Linked DNA regions of Gossypium hirsutum: region 2 is linked to region 1. A link is a contact called in public Hi-C data. All regions are on one chromosome and are shown on one strand. Each heading gives the region's core, a stretch centred on a gene start, on an enhancer-like site or on the middle of the called end of the contact. The rest is flanking DNA. Distances are from core to core; before and after follow the strand shown. Region 1 has its middle 38 kb from the start of LOC121221428. Region 2 holds the start of LOC121221139 (transcription factor TCP20).

Evidence for each region. Hi-C and Micro-C count contacts between places; a contact is called where the count stands out from the background.
Region 2: a Hi-C map of leaf shows a contact between it and region 1, with 2.6 times the contacts expected there. The contact joins the promoter of LOC121221139 here to the enhancer-like site in region 1. A contact is called at or near these places in 2 of 34 Hi-C or Micro-C datasets (callus and leaf).

What each region holds. Positions count from the first base shown.
Region 1 is chrD09:13,401,823-13,404,359 of Gossypium_hirsutum_v2.1, reverse strand. No RefSeq gene overlaps it. Among protein-coding and RNA genes, the nearest start is that of LOC121221428, 38 kb to the right of the region's middle. Within about 2 kb of position 1,264, at least 3 of the 9 cell types and tissues checked have an H3K27ac peak or open chromatin away from gene starts, as enhancers often do. A contact at or near this core is called in leaf, where this site is marked.
Region 2 is chrD09:13,666,469-13,669,005 of Gossypium_hirsutum_v2.1, reverse strand. It overlaps LOC121221139 (transcription factor TCP20), which reads right to left and starts at 1,266. Exons shown (of 4, transcript XM_041101688.1): 1 at 902-1,266; 2 at 1-807. The coding sequence starts at 923.

The DNA.
Region 1 (2,537 bases), core at 15-2,514:
TAAAATTTAAAGAGGCTGTTTGAAAGACATTTCAGCATCCACAAAATTTTTAATTTGAAGGGTAAAAATGATAAAATGTTTCCTTCATATCCTTATTACATTATTTATAAATTGAAAACAGAATTATTTTAATATTTTTATTATGAAGACTGTATAATATTTATTTATTATATTGTGTATTGATTCACAATATATTTATACATAAATTGTTATAGTGATTTAATCTAGAAAGAAAATTAAGTAATTGTGTCGAGTTTTCATTTTTTATTATAAATTTATATAACTTTTTACATGTTAATAATTTATTATATATTTATTGACAGGTTTTTGTATTTGTGACGTGTTCATTTCATTGCATGACATTTTTAGTTATTTTACTGTTTGTTTTTAATGTTTTAATTTATTCCATAATTTGCATAATTTTTAATTTACCGTTTTAGAAATTGAATGATGATATATAACATATATTAATATAATTATTATATTTAAAGATTTAGTCAAGGCATCAAGAATACCAATCAAACTAATTAGTAGTAGACAAAAACAAGGATTATAAAAGACCTTAATCATAATAAACTTCTTTTGAGGGCTGATTTCTTTTAGTAAAGATCTCAAAGTTATGTTTATTTGAAGTCGACAAATCCTTCAATGGGCTGATGTTTTTCCTAAATCAAGTTAAGGTTGTCTTCCAACTTTGTCCAAAAACTGAATCAAATGTGGGATACACAGAGAGAGAGAGCACCTCATCAAATTGAAACGTGTGTGGCGTACAACCTCCTACTAGGGGCACATGAGTGTCGTGTGCATGGTTGGGCTTGAAACACTTGATAAAGTGGTAGTATGCCTTAGATGCTATTTAAGGGTTCACACCCTACCTTGTACTCAACGCTTCAATCCAACATGACGCTTCTACTCTGTGAATTCCCCGTTGGGAGACAAAAGCCCAACTCAACCCTAAGACAATACTGACCCATTGAGGAGTCTATTATTCTAGACAGATGACACTTCAGATGCTTCTCCAAAATGTATCAATATCCCTCTACAACTTCATACATATCGAACCATCTTACGAAGAAATAGATTCATCATTACTCTATTCAAATTTTCTCTTACAAACAACAATGAAATAACAGTGAAGACAAATTACAGAAAGGAGCCAAAGAAGAGCCTACCCTTTTTGTTGAGATTTTGGATCAACTAGTAAACATGTATGTGAATACCAATTGCCATGATCAAGATGGTGAATAAGCTGAAATAAATTATGGCGTGAACCAAGATGGCTATCCCACTTGTGCACATGTTGCCAAACTCTATCACCCTTGTCCTCGTTGGCAATTGGAACATCATCCCTGGCGACAAGAGGATAAACAAGACCACTGCAACAACGATTGGTCCCAATCTGCATTCGAAAGCAGACTCATTTCTCTTTCTTTGTCCAACTTCTCTTTCAATACCTTGTATTTTATGTAGGGCTTAGGGTTTTCTTGGTGGCGAAGAAGGGGATGATGTGCTGAACTTAGTCAAAGAAGATATATGGTATGCAAATGTTAGTGGGTTTGCTTTATGGAGAACGAAAGAAATTCTTTTGCTTCCATTAGCTTTTAATAATTATTTCATTTCAAGACTTCTTTTAGCCTCCTTTATTGCTTTATTAAAGATATTCATATGTGATATTAGAAATTATAAATAGAGATACAAATGCACGTGTAAAGTTGTGATCTTTGCTTTAAAATCTTATTTGCTAATTGTGACTGTAATATCCAAATGGATAGTTACGTCACGTTTGGATAATAAAATGCTAGAATCGTGGTGCGCTATGGTCAGTTTGAATTCAAAGATATTCTAAAAACTTCAATTAGGTTCCACCTTCAAATTTTATAGAAGATTCAAAGACCATAAAATTATTATATATATTTCTTTTAGTTTGTGTTTCGTAATAAAAATGGAAATTTTTTAAAACATATATATTTTCTCATTGTTTAATAGAGTTAAAAAATAAGAAAAAAATTTAAACCAAAATGCATGTATAATTTTGCACTAATTTAAAATTTTCTCATTTTATCTCCTCTTATCATTAAAATTTGTCATGATTTGGTTTATGCATTAGGATGAAAAATAGTCATCTCTTTTTTACATCCTTCTACTTTTTCACTCAACCAAGTAGGCTTGAAATTTTGTTGAAAAACATTGTTATTGAAATTGCTAAAATATTATTTTACCTAAAATTCTCAAAAATTTTTGATTTGTCGTAAGATATAAATTTGGAAGAGTTTGCTCTCGGTATAAGATCAAGAATTTTGATATATTTTTAATTTGTAAGAAGCGGGATGTCCTTAGAGTGATAAATTAATTTAACATTTTATTTTTAGAGTTTTTGACTTAATCGGGTAAGACTTTGAAGTGAGGGTAAAGTATTAATTTTGCCTGTCAAGAGTATTTGTGACAATTGGCATACATTAATCCTTAATTATTAAAGTTTCGTAAGGGAGAGTGGTGATAAGATGAGATTTAAGCTATTCCATCCATTATTTGATGTA
Region 2 (2,537 bases), core at 17-2,516, 260 kb before region 1:
GCCCCATTTGTTGATAAATTTGGCTTAAGGCTTGATGATTTAGAACCCCAATATGACCATCTTGAGACAACCCAAGTTCCAAACCAGGGAGTTGCTGGTTAGCCGCACCTAAGATTGAGGTGAAGCTCATCTGACCAATATTAGTAGCTGGCAAATCAAAACCAGGAATCCCGATTTTTTGCAGATAAATAGAACTTTCAGTGCCTAAATTGGTTGTAGATGGACCAGATGATGTCTGAAACCCATAACCACTGACTGAGGGCCATAACCCTGTTGCTACATGATGGGGTCTCCCCAAATTGTTGGCACCAACCGTTGCCCAACTGGTCCTACTGCTTCCAGACCCTATACTGGACCCCTCTAAGTCTTCCATCTTTTGGTGCAATCCAGCTGACAGAGAGGCCCCCTGATGAGAAACTGAGCCTCCAGCTGCTGCCAAAGCTGAAGCTGGTATGGTTCCGCTCCCCGTGGCGGCTATTATTGATGGTTCAGCTTGTTGTAACAGCCACTGTATGGTTTCCCCATCAGATTTGTGTCCCAATTCTCTGGTCAACTGAAAGATTCTAGCTGCACATAAAGCAGGCATCCTTATTCTTCTACCTCTCCCTTCAACTTTAGTGTGCCTGTCTTTGTTAGAACTTCTCTTTGGAGCCAACTGTTGTTTCTTCCCTTCTTCTTTACTTGCAACAATCCGGAAACCCTTGCTTTCACCTGCTTTGTTCTCTCCCATGCTTTGATGAGGCTGTTGTTGGGGTTGTGGTGGCAAGCTCAAGAAGTTGGATACTTCAGCTGGTGGCTGCTTGGAGCCTTTGGGATCCATGAACAGGTAAAGGGGTGGTAAGGTGGGGGCAAAGCAAATTAAAGCCAAAAAAACTAAGTTTCTTAGATTGAAGAAGGTTACCTGAAAAGTCCTCCACTTTCATGAGTTTTTCACTGTTTTTGGCAAGGAATGTGAAAGACAAACTAGTAATATAATATTGAAATCCCAAAGCACACCCCCAAAATGTCAAAAATTTTATCTTGGTTTTACAACATGTCTTCCTACTTTCTCTCACTGTCCTTTCTTACTCTTTTTCTTACAGTAGTGAACGGGTTTTGACTAATACTTCTGATACGATAGTAACTTTAACTGCCCATTTCCATGATTGATGGCTGATTCTCTTAGCGTTCTCTTCACTTCGCCTTTACCTTTTACTTGCTACAATATTATTTCGGCAGGCATCATACTAATGGTTCCATCTCTTGTAAGAGATTTGATAACACTCTAGAATAATGTATTTTTATATCTTAATTATGTATTTATTCTGAGTATGATCCTGTTAATTTAAATTATTTATAATCTTTTATCTTATAGGGGCTAAATTTGAGGCAAAAGCAAAATTAAGGGCCAAAAGCCTGAATTTAGAAATAAAATGGGCCAATGTGCGACACAAGGAAAAGTTGATGCCAAAAGTGCAAGTATGGAGAACACAAGGGTTGAAATGCAAAAAGAAGAGATTTTATTCTATTAAACTCTATTTTAATTATATTAGGATAATTAATATTAAGATAATTATTAAGAATTATTTTTAAGATTTTATTTTATTTATTTTTATTTATCTTCAATTAAATGTATTTATCTTTTAGGAATTTAAATAGGTATCTCCCCTAGCACTATAAATAGGGGATGAAATAACTCAAAAGAGGAGGATCCTTTTCTGTAAACACTCTTTCTCCAAAAGTCTAGGCTTTTGTTCTTCTCATATTTCCTTTCAATAAAATCTCTATTTTTATTTTATTTATTTTCTTTTCTACCACAACCATGAGCCACTAAACCCATCTAGCCAAAGGTTGTCGAAAATCTCCAAAAGGGTTCATGAGGCTTAGAATCTGTACTTAGCCTTCTCAACGAGTATTCATCGTTTCTTCGCACTACGGGGCTGACGCTTCCATCCATATCCCTTAAGAAGTAAGCTTTTCAACGTATGCAAAGGCGACCGCTTCGTATGTTTTGGGAAGGTTGCACAGTCGGTTCGTTAGCTTACTGCGTCAGAGGTTGGCGAGCCCAAGAGACAAAATGGCGTGGGATTCGCCATTGAGAAGCGTTGATCTAGCATAAGATGATCTCATAGAAGCTATTGTTGGCTAGAGTCAGGTTCCACCAAATCGTAAGTCTAAATCCTTGGAGCTGGTGGTCGAGGCATCCTCTTCCACTATAACTGGCTTATTTGGTTTGGGAAGGATCATCTAAAAGTCGAGGATTGAACCCAAGGCGAAATGAGATAACTGGAGGCTAGAATCTCCCATAAGAATTTTCTTTCTCTCAACTCTATTTTTCTCGAATTTTTGATTCAATATTCCTAATTCTGTTTTTATTTTATTTTTCGTTTCCAGATCCAAACCTTTAATTCTTCTATTTTTTTTATTTTTTTCAGGAACGCAGGTTTTCTTAGGCAAGATTCTGCCTAGGATTTCACAGAACAAGATATTGTGCAAATCCAGTCCTTGAGGATTTGACCCTACTTCCCTTTTACTATTATTTTTCATTATTTATTACG